Regions from separate parts of the Mus musculus genome. Here region 2 is linked to region 1. The links are chromatin contacts, called in public Hi-C maps. All regions are on one chromosome and are shown on one strand. The core of a region is the stretch at or near the end of the contact, and the rest is flanking DNA. Distances in the headings are between cores, read along the strand shown. Region 1 has its middle 28 kb from the start of Gm23117. Region 2 has its middle 42 kb from the start of Gm2233.

The links. A called contact is a pair of places that touch in the nucleus more often than the background predicts.
Region 2: a contact with region 1 is called in a Hi-C map of cerebellar granule neurons, with 2.2 times the contacts expected there. The contact joins two enhancer-like sites. A contact is called at or near these places in 3 of 484 Hi-C or Micro-C datasets (Sertoli cells, cerebellar granule neurons and liver), 4 of 115 datasets of contacts at active chromatin or transcription factors (cardiomyocytes, embryonic stem cells, extraembryonic endoderm stem cells and 1 more) and 1 of 9 other capture datasets (embryonic stem cells).

Annotation. Positions count from the first base shown.
Region 1 is chr13:43,897,743-43,903,559 of GRCm38.p6, forward strand. No RefSeq gene overlaps it. Among named protein-coding and RNA genes, the nearest start is that of Gm23117, 28 kb to the left of the region's middle. Within about 2 kb of position 3,174, at least 38 of the 459 cell types and tissues checked have an H3K27ac peak or open chromatin away from gene starts, as enhancers often do. A contact at or near this core is called in cerebellar granule neurons, where this site is marked.
Region 2 is chr13:43,987,947-43,993,763 of GRCm38.p6, forward strand. No RefSeq gene overlaps it. Among named protein-coding and RNA genes, the nearest start is that of Gm2233, 42 kb to the left of the region's middle. Within about 2 kb of position 2,970, at least 47 of the 459 cell types and tissues checked have an H3K27ac peak or open chromatin away from gene starts, as enhancers often do. A contact at or near this core is called in cerebellar granule neurons, where this site is marked.

The DNA.
Region 1 (5,817 bases), core at 1,924-4,423:
CTCATTAGAATCAGGAGTTGAAGGTCATTCCTAGTTACATATCAAGTTTTGAGATCAGACTGGCATACATGAGACTTTGCCTCCAATTAAAAACAAAATTCATCTCTTTCTACTCTTTAAATGAGGGTATTAGAATATATATATATATATACATACATACATATATGTATGTATATATATGTGCACATATATGTATATAGATGTGCATACATATAATACATATATACATATATATGTGTGTGTATACACACACAAACACACACATTAGAATACATTTCAATTGTGTGAATTCTACTCTGAGCAATGGTTTGTCACTAAGTAAGGTAGGCACTTTTAGGGGCAACTCATACAAACACATCTTCAAAATATTCTTTCCTTTTTAAAAATGGAAATTTCATGACCAAAGCTGAGCATGTCCCAAAATGTTTCAGTCCATCACTTGAACTCTTTGAACACATTGTCCACGATTTCGAACTAAGCGTACTCCTGAATTTGTCAGTCAGGAAAACAACTTTTCCCTGCTCTCATCTCTTAGTGGTGGTTGGGTAGGCTTATCTTCTTCAAGTTGGGAGCCCATTGCACTTAGAAGCCATGTAGTAACCCCCTATTTTCCCACTTTTGGGGTTCCATATCTAGTCTGACAACATACTGTGGCCATCCTCTTTTCCAGAGAGTTCTCTTTGCAATGCATCTCCCAACTCACTGCCACATGGTCCTCTCTCTTCAAGCTCAACTCAGCTACCAGTAAAAGCAACAGAGCAAACCAACAAACCAATGTCAACAGCTGAGAAGCTGAGCTGTAAGGTTCTTAACATCCCCCTCGAGACAAGAAAGAAAACATGTTAACCCTGAATAACCGTACTGTGTGTGGTGGAACACCAAATACTAAGAAGGAAAGACCCAGCCACTTGTCTTCCCAGGCATGGCCCTGAACGTAAACAAATGTCACACTCACAGATGGAATGCCCCTGACGAAAGGAAGGGGAAACCCCTTACCTGCAGGAGGAAGGAAATGGGGTCTCACGCCATCTCACTCACCAATAAATACTCAAATTTTGTCGAAGGTTGGTTTCAGTTCAACCCCAAAGATACAGAGTCCTGACTTCTTTTAAGGAAGTATGTATAACACATATATATTTCTGGCCCTAGACTGAGATTTGGGGGCTCTCAATAGACAAAATACATTTCCAGAAAATCTGCCCTTTTCCCCACCAAAGTGCTCAGAGGACGAAATGTAAAAATGAAAATGGCCATTTAGTAGACTGGAGCTTGAAGACAGGTAGATAAGAAGGCAGATGAGTCATTTCTTATTCCTTTGGTTCATTTGTGCCTGTCCTATATCTCAGACAAAATCAGCTTGAAGCAAGCCTGTAAGAGCTTCCTGGAGACTCTTCAAGGCCAGAGAACCTCCTTTCTGCCGGGAAAGGCGTTGTGTTTTCTGAGGAGACCAACCTGAGGCCTCAGATACCGGTAAACGTGGAAACTTCCCTCTGTCCGTTCAAGGAACTGTCATTGTAGAACTGTTCCCTGTTGGGCCCAGTTGATGATTACAGGATCACATAGTCATTTTAGCTTGTAAAATGACATGGATGTCAGTGTCAAATCCTTTTCTCATGACTGTGTCCTTTTTGGCTGGGTGAATATGCTAATTTGGAGAGTGAAGTGTTGGCCATAGTGGGAGGCCTTTCAAACTGTAAACACCAAGTGTGGTAAATGCCAAACAGAATTGTAGGAAAGAATGATGATGAGTTTTGCTGAGCCCCAGTATGACTTTCTTTTTTTTCTTTTCTTTTCTTTTTTTTTTTTAATTCTTGTTGTCTTTTGTGTGTGTGGTTTTTTTTTTGTTGTTGTTGTTTTGTTTTTTGTTTGTTTTTAAGATTTATTTATTTTTTTAATTGGGTATTTATTTCATTTACATTTCCAATGCTATCCCAAAGGTCCCCCACACGCTCCCCCACCCATTCCCCACCCACCTGCTCCCACTTCTTGGCCCTGGCGTTCCCCTGTACTGAGGCATATAAAGTTTGCATGACTAATGGGCCTCTCTTTCCACTGATGGCCGACTAGGCCATCTTCTGATACATAGGCAGCTACAGACACGAGCTCTGGGGGGTACTGGTTAGTTCATATTGTTGTTCCACCTATAGGGTTGCAGACCCCTTTAGCTCCTTGGATACTTTCTCTAGCTCCTTCATTGGGGGCCCTGTGGTCCATCCAATAGCTGACTGTGAGCATTCACTTCTGTGTTTGCTAGGCCCCGGCATAGTCTCACAAGAGACAGCTCTATCTGGGTCCTTTCAAGTCACACACACACACACACACACACACACACTCACACACATGCACACACACATGAATAGTGGTGTGGAAGTGTACAGAGTCCGGTTTGGCAGGACATGCATACATGGGGTGCAGGAAGGATGTCCAAGGCTAAACCTTGGTGCTTTCAGTATATCACAGAGACATGGATTTTCCTTGCTTTCTTTTTTTTAGGACCAGCTGGCAGGGCAATCTTCTTTCTCCTCAGTGCTGGCTTGTGGATTACTGTCCATCTGTCACAGCAAGGAAGAAGAGGAGAGCATCCCACAAGAGCCCTGGGTGCTTGGCCCCACTCCCTGTGAACAAAATGAGATCTGTAGCTTTTGGCAGCAGGGGTAAATCAGTCTGCAGCCCTGTGTCACCCTTAGTCCTTCTCGCCTTCCTTGACAAAGACAAGCCATACCTATCCACACAGATCCCTCTAGACATGGCTGTAAACCCTTCAGAATAATGTGAATGTGTGTCCCATGACACTGTATGTACACTGACTGGATCCTACTGATGTAAGTATCTGGTAGATGTAGACTGTACTAGAACACACTGGGCCAGGAGATCACACATGCTTAAGGAGAAGAAATTATGCTTCTTCACAATGCTTCTCTGTGTAGGTACCGTGGAAACTACCTCAAAGACGACATTACTTCATGCACGAATAACAAACATATCCCCGTTTTACCCAATAGGGAACTAAGGCTCAGACAGGCTATGAACAAGGATGAACTAAGTTATGACAATTTCAAGATCTCCATGGCATAAGACAACAAACGCTATATTTTTCCCAGCCTTCAGGCCTGTGTGGCTCTCCAGGACAGCTGTCCTCTGTGTGGTGACTCAGGGACTCAGCTGCTTCTGTACTGTTGGATCTGTCATCTCAACGTGAAGCTTATGAATTTGCCCCAGCAGGGGAAGTGCGAGACCGGAGACTCTCACAGGGGATTTTCACTGCTTCAAGCCAGGAAGTGATACACGGTACTTGGAGGCAGGAAGATCCTGATTAAATGCTGAGAGACTCGGCCTTCCCAGAAGCACATACCACTGAGTCCTGTGATGTCCTCTAGAGAGAAGGAAAGTAACATTCACCGCCCTTCATCAGGGTCATCGTTGCACGCTGTTCTGCAGTCTGAATAATTCTCCTCTGTCACGCAGACTGGCTCCCTTCATACTGAGTGGTCCATCTGTTGAAGGCAAGGGTGCTGACAGTGTCCAGGACGGTGTTCAGTGCCATTGTTATTGATTTAGCATCTGAAACACCTTTGCTGGGTTCTTTCTTCTGGTCCCCCCTTCTTCTTCCATCCTCTCCCGTCCTCCCTCTTCCCTCTTCCACCCATCCCTCTCTTCTTTCTCAGACTTCCCAGGGAGGGATCTAGTTGGCTCAGTTTAGGATTCCTGTTCTCTCTAGAGGAATCAGCTCTGCATGGAAGAGAGAGGAGGAAGGACACCTTACAAGGACATGGGAACGAGGAAAGAAGGATGAACTCCAGGGCAAAAGTCATCGGAGATAGTGAGTGGCAGAATGAAGATGTGGACCTAAGTCTGGCGCCAAGGTTTTTTTTTCCTATTTATTATGCAAATAGCCTCCTAAAATAAGACTGGGTCCTATCTATAGGAGCAACAAATTCTGTAGTAAGCTATGAATTTTAGCTAAGACTGTGAAAAGTTATTTAATTTCATTAGCTGATAGGGAAATGAGGGGCTGGTCACCAGAAATACAATGAAAAACCAAGATGTAGACGATGATGTGGAGAAGCAAGGACCCTGGCCTTCTAAAAATCATCGCAGAGAACTCTTTGACAGAATTTAAACATTTCGGTTGCATGTGCCCCTTGTCAATGACTTAGCATCCCACTACCAGAGAAGAAAAAGGAGTGTGTGACCATAAAGAGACTTAGAAAAGCATCCTGCCTTCACGAGTAATCGCCAAAAATCAGAGCACTCACATACTCATCAACAGGGTGAACAAGTTGGGTTAACACTCACCCACAAAAAGAATGGTATTCGTGATATCTGCAACAAAGGAGAAGAAGCTCAAAAATATGCTAGGCCCAGAAGTGAGAAACATGCAGAGATTCTACAGCTCTAACTGTGATAGGCCCAAAAGTGAGACACATGTACGGACTCTACAGCTCTAACTTTGAAAGACCTGTGCTAGGCATACTGATCTCCAGTGCTAGAATGGTGGGTATCTGTGGGGTAAGAATTGAGTAGAAAGGAGGAAAAAGGAAAATTCTGGAATAATGGTAGTAGGTTGGTAAATTAAGTGTGGTGGTTATACAGGTGACATTTGGGCCAAACATATTGACTTGTATACTTACAGTATGTAGCTCACACTCTATAAAACCTGTACCTAGGAATGATAGCTATAGATCCCAACCAATTGCTTTCTCATCCTTGTTTAAGTCCTTTATACACTGGATCATTATTGCCAGGGACAGTAGTCATTTGGCTTGAAGAAACCCTTAAGAACTGTTGTGGGCTACACATAAATGGGTGTGTCTCCCTGTGTGGATGAGTGGCTTGTCTAAAGCAGAGTCTTTCATTCTGGAAGTGCCTGTGACTCACAGGAGGAGACCATGAGCTGATAGTCACATTCTCATCAGAGCAGAAGGCAGAGCTAGACAAGGGCTGGGATTTAGGCGGGTGTGGGTTTGAGTCCTGCCTCAGCATTACCCATCTACTAGACATTGAACAAACTGCACAGCTTCCTATCACCTCACCTGTAGGTGAGAACTACACAATACTCATAGATTCTACAGGGGATCAGAAGAGGACATGCATGCAGACTTTGACATTAAAGATAAACTGAGGATCTCTATCGTATTCTACATGGTTTGGGAATTTGACTCAGACGTCCGATAGAAAGTTCCCCAAACATTTCCCCTAAATACCTTTGTCCCACTAATTGGACAAGGAAGTATGGGATACAGAAGGAGGACTTGGTCCCTGGGTTTACATCTTTTACACTGCCCACAAGATGACTGTTTCCTCCCACCCCAACATCATCTCCTGGTCCCACCTGTCTCCTCAGATCTCTGAGAAGCTCTCAGTGGCCAGTTTCAAATGATCAAGATGGAATCACTCTACTTACATCCTCAGGATCTGGGTTAGCTCAAGATAGCTTAAGACCTCAAGTGGAAATGCATGGAGAGTGAGAACTCAGGCCAGGGCAGACACACCCGTCTAGTTCACTTGGGTATTAGGTGTGGGGTCTGTGCCAATCTGATACTCAAAGTGCAGAGTCAATATGGGAAATTCTTATAAAGGAGATAAGTCCCAGAAGAGCCCAGGTTGTATCGTGTGCTATAACACTGTGTTCTCCTCTGACCCCTGTTCCTAAGACAAACTGGGGACAATATCTAAGTGCCACCTTTCACAGCTAAGGAATCACTGTGACACTGAAAAAAAACAAAAACAAAGAAACAATAAAACACCTACCATTCCAGGCTTCTGTCAGATCTGGGAACAGAACTCAGGTTGCCAAGGACACATGACTCCCACACA
Region 2 (5,817 bases), core at 1,720-4,219, 90 kb after region 1:
GGCAGGGACCTGTTCAAGTTCAACCTCCTGGAATGGGTAAAGGACCCCACAAGCCGTCAAAAAAAATGTGAAATGACTGTCTGCTAGCCTGCTTCCCTGTTTTCAGCCTTCCCCCAATCCCACTTCCATGGTGTTTCTGTTTGCGGTTGGACAACCCAAGTCTTGATCTCAGGCTCCTGTGTCTATCCAAGGCTTTGTCTGCAGGCAGCAAGGCCTGTGACAACACAGAAGGGTTTGGGTAACCTGGTGGAGATTAGATGTGATTCTTGGGCTGGGATGGACTGCCTCCTACACATCATGCTTGTGTGAGAGCCATGCAGCACAAGGTCCATGCAGTGGGTGTTCCCTGTGGCTGCTGTAAGAAAGGAGTCAGTCCAACACATGGCTCTTGAGGAACAAGATAGGTTCTCTTACAGTTCTGGAGGCTAGGAATCCAGGCTGAAGGTGTCAGGGGCTAGGGTGGAAGGCATATTGACCGTCTCTGATGGCAGGAAGGATCCTCCCTTGTCTCCTTCAGCCTCTGATGGCTCCCCAGGGTTTCCACGGTTGTGGCAGCATCTCTCCAATCTTTGTCTCCATCTTCCCGTTCCTAACTCATCTTTGCCTCTCCCATGAGTCTCACAACACTGTCTTTATCTCATGACACAGAACCAGTGACCACGGCTGCCTTCTCCTTAAGATTCTATAGTTTCCTTGCACCTGCAACAATTCTGTCTCCAAATAAGACCATGTTCTCAGGTGTCAGGGCTGGTGGTCTGGGGAAATAACTCAGTTGGTAGAGGGCTTGCCTGAAGTGCACAAAGCTCTGAGTTGGGTCTTGAATACCACAGAAGACCAGGGGAGATAGCACATACCTTTAATCCCAACTCTAGTGTACTAGCTAGTTTTGTGTCAACTTGACACAGCTGGAGTTATCACTGAGAAAGGAGCTTTAGCTGGGGAAGTGCCTCCATGAAATCCAACTGTGGGGCATTTTCTCAATTCGTGATCAAGGGTGGAGGGCCCCTTGTGGGTGGTACCATCTCTGGTCTGGTAGTCTTGGGTTCTATAAGAAAACAAGCTGAGCAAGCCAGTGGAAGCAAGCCAGTAAGCAGCATTCCCCCATGGCCTCTGCATCAGCTCCTGCTTCCTGACCTGCTTGAGTTCCAGTCCTTACTTCTTTCAGTGATGAACAGCGATGTGGAAATGTAAGTTGAATAAACCCTTTCCTCCCCAGCTGCTTCTTGGTCATAATGTTTGTGCAGGAATAGAAACCGTGACTAAGACACCTAGGGAGTGGAGATAAGAGGACCAGAAGTTCAAGGTTACCCTCTTTCCACTGGCCATCTGGAGAGAGATCCATGCTTCTGGGAGTAGACAGACTAATACATAGGCCGTCGTGACAATTAAATGAGCGTAATTCTTTCCCAGACCAATGCCTGTCATAGGCTTGACCTTATCTAGTGACAAGATATTAGTGCTTGAATATTGTGTTCTTTTTGGAAGAGTGCAAGGACATACAATTCATCCAAAGGAAGAGAAAAACTGGTGTTACAGACTGGCTTCTTTTCCCTCAAATATTTTGAGCTTGGAAATCTTAACCTCAAATATAGCATTCAATGCATCAAGTACTTCAGAATATGACACGCCATGTATATGTGTATGTGTATGTATTCACACACACACACACACACACATACACACATTACCTGAGGATGCGACACACATTACATACAAAACCTTAGAATGTAACATCTAGTAAATACAGTACTTCTGAATATGAATGTATTTGTCAGCTTTAGAACTGTGACCATATGATAAAATACCGGAGATACTAACCTGGGGCTAAGGTTTATTTGGGGCTACGGTTTCAGAGGTTTCAGTCCATGGCTGACTGGCTCCCTTGCCTTTGGGCCTGTCAAGGAAGAAGCAAACATCAAAGGATAGAGCACATGGTGCAGCAAAGTTGCTCACTTCTCGGCAGCCCGGAAGCAGCAGTGATGGGGGGGGTGGAGAGTGGCGGCCATGGTTCTGGGCTTTTCATATGGTCAGTCCATCAGGTCCCCAAGCTGTCTCTTCTTTGTGCCTCTGTTTATATCTATTGAATCGGTAGTGTTCAGTAAATATCGTTCTGCCTTTGTAAAACCCCGCAGAAGAGTCATTTTATTCCATATGACAGTTGGGAGAAACAACACTGAGAGAGGATAAATCATTTGTCCTTGTCACATTTGTCACTGGGCCGTTGGTCAGCCAGGTGGTAAAGGCAGGAGTGGAGAGTCATTCTTCCTGCTTGCTGAGAGTCTTATTTATCCAGTTACTCTTGCTCGAGCCTCTCTCTCCTATCAGCCAAGGGTCAACGCTCATTGCACTGTTTTTACTAACAAGATTTGACAGTGTACACTTAAAATGTGTCCAGTCAGTTAATACTCATTGAATTCCTGCAATATGCTAGACACCCTGCTGGTATGGAGGCACAGAGCCACTCAGAAAGCCAAAGGGCCAGGAAGCCAGGTGATGTTGTTCTATCCCACGGATCACCTCTCTTGGTGGTGCCATCCCATGTAAGGTGTGATCTAAACAGAATAAGGCCAAGGGACTCTAAGCCTTTATATTCCAGTTCCTGTACCCTCAGAGTCACAGGGGAATCCAGGAAAACATTTCACTTGGCTATGGATGAAATAGATTTCCCCAGTGGCCGGGAAGGAGGTCAAGAAACCTGGCTTGCATCGGCAGCTCTGTCACTGAGCAAGCTGTCTGATGCTCTGGGCTTTGATTTACCCATCTGCCTTAAGCAGAGGACCACATCTCTGTGTTACCTTCTCACTTTTAACACTTCATCAATTCAACTCCATTCGACCCCTCAAACGGAATGCACCCCGAGGCCGAGAGCGTGGGGTGTTGGCATGGTTTTTCTCAGGCTGCACCATGGCTCTCCTGTGACAGGGCTGGCTAATCAATTCTCCCAGCTCACGTGCCGCTGACGGATGGGTCATTTGGAGAAGCTGTGCCTTGTTAGTGAGGCTGAGTGCTGCAAGAGACATGGCTGCCTCCCAAATCTGACGTATGCTGAGTTACCAGCTTACACGTTTCCCTGGGAAGGCAAAACACACGTCAAGAAACTGCAAATTGAATTCTCTCCCTCCGTGCAGAGGATCTGCTTGTGTTTTTATAAAGAGTAAAATCAGAAGTAGATGCACCACATTTCCTTTTGCGGAATCTGTATTTTTAGAATGATTACTTGAGCATGAGACACAGATACGGTTTTTAAAACACACGCCAGTTGGTGCCGTGTGTTTAAGAGGCAGGCCAGGTAGGAACGTCTTGTTTTTGTTGCTTTGTTTTCCAAGGAGCGTCTAAATTCCTCTTTGTAATTTGCCGACTGCAAATGGCTGTGCCCGTTTTGTGCCAAGTATATGAATTATACCGTGGCTCATCCTTGAACAGTGTCCTTGCTGTACCTTCTGCTGTACCCACTTTGTGAATGGGCAGCTGGAGTTCAGGTGAATTATGTCATTGATACAGTCATTTGAATAGACATTTGACAGTCATTTGAATTCTAGTTAATTCCACATGTTTATGCTATCTCTACCCCATATAATACCTGGAAGAGGAAACTGGATTGATCATTCAGATAGCATAAAACATGCCAGGAATTAGCAAAAGGGGGCTTCTCTCTTCTTCCCAGAATGCAGGAGAGGGCTCTGAGCAGATCTCTTCACAATGCCATACAAGCCTTAGAAAAAGGTACTCCCTCCCCTGACGCCCTTACCTAGCTGCTGGGCTGCAGACACCGCTGTAAGAAGCAAACTTCACATGGCAGCCTGTCAGCGGCTGTGGGCAAACACTGGAAGACGACTGCATTATTTATGATCATTATTTATTTTCTGGTGTTCAAATATTTACCTTTCTTTCTTTTCTTTTGCAAACAGTTTAGTGGGCAGTGGGGAAACCCTGCCTCCTGCTAAAGAGGTTGAGCTTTGTTTCCGGAGGCCAAGTCCAGTTAAAGACGCTGACCACGCTTCCCAGAGCTGGGCTGGCCAAAAGCCAGCAAAGAGTACTGCCTCATTCTTGTGACTACATTGCTTCAAAGAATGAGTTGGCTTATCCTGAAGGGATTCTCTTCTAATGAATTGGCTGTCAGTCTGGGCTGCGCCCTTGCCTGGCATCTGTCCCACTGGTTACTCAGACCTTGGTTTGTTTGTTTGTTTTGTTTTGTCTTTTGTCTGCTTCTGTCATCATTGATCTATGATGTTTAGACTTAGGTTAATGTGGTAGTTAACGTTCAACTTGGTTAGATTTAGAATCACTTAGGAGCCATAACTCTGCGTAGGCCTTTAGTGTTTCTCCCAAATGGACTAATGTGGGTGGTGGAGTCCCAAGATGATTAAAAAAAAATCAAGTATGGAGATCTCTGTTCATCTCCATCTACTTCCTGACTGTGGATATGGCGTGACCAGCCACTCCACACTTCCACCATCTTGCCTTTGCTTCCATGATATACTGTATCCCTTCAGATCATGAGCCAAGATCTCTTCAGAAATAAGAATACTTCTCCCTTCAAGTGCTGTTTTTCAGGGATTTGATCACAGGAATAAAAAAAAAAAAGTAATTTCAAGTGGGCTGGATTTGTAACTCAGTTTGTTGAATGTTTATCTAGTATCCATGAAGCCTAGTGTTTGAGCCCTGCATAGTGGTGTATGGTGGCGCACGTCTGTAATCCCAGCACTCTGGAGATAGGGGCAGGAGGGTCAGAAGGTCAAGGTCATCCTTGCCTACACAGTAAGTTCAAGGCCAGTCTGGGATATATGAGATCATGTCTTCTTCTTTAAAGAAGGAAGAAACGGAGAGGAAGAGGAAAAGGAGGAAGAGGAAGGAAGAAAAGGAAAAGGAGGAGAAGGAGAGAAAGAGGAGGGAGAGGAGGAAGAGAAAGAGAAAAAGAAGGAGAAGTAGCAGGAAGAGGAAGAGGAGGAAGAGAAGAAGAAGAGGAGAAGGAGGAGAAGAAGGAGGAGGAGGAGAATAGAAGCAGCTAACATGAGGACTAATATATACTATATCTCTTTTCCAAACAAGATGAAAATACTGAGAAATATTAAAGAAAACCATTTCACAAATGAGAAAAAACTTTAAACTTCAAACAACATTCAAATTCTTCATAGAGCACTGGCCACACACCAGCTCACTCCCTAGTAAGAGTATTGTCTGGGGCATGTGCCAGCAGATGCAGAGTAGTGGACTGAAGTTCAAGAGGCTGAATCACCTGTTACAGGTCTCTTGGAATCTAGCTGCACAGTGTAGCTTGCTGACACTCAGGGCAGTGAGCAGAGGAGCCCTGAGAGAGGCTGGAGAGAGAGCCATGGGAGCCAGCCTCTAGTCCTCTTAGTATTCTAGTTGTGCTAATCCATCCTTCTACCTGTAGCTTATTAGTGACTTAGCATCAGAACACACCGTAGTCTTTACCATGAATAATGGTTTCATATGGTTGGTTGGTTGTTTGGAATAGATATGTTTACTTATGGATAGCAAAATGAACGACGTCGGTCAGGTGACTTGGAGACAACTCAAGCTGAAAGAGGAAAGGGGGCGGGCAAGAGAGGAGAAGAGCCATGGAACTTCCTGGGGGGGGGGGGTGTAGAAAATCAGCTCTTCTGTGAGGGCCAAGTTCTGACCACTGTTAAAAGGATCTTGCAAGCAGCTCAGATCCTGCTTGCTGATGTGTTCTTTCGCTTCTTCTTCCTGGTATAGAAGAGGTCTGGCCTCCTCGGGAAGAGGACCAGAGGTATGTGTTAGCTTCCAGCTCCTATGACAGAATAATTGAGGCCATCGACTTATAAAGAGAAA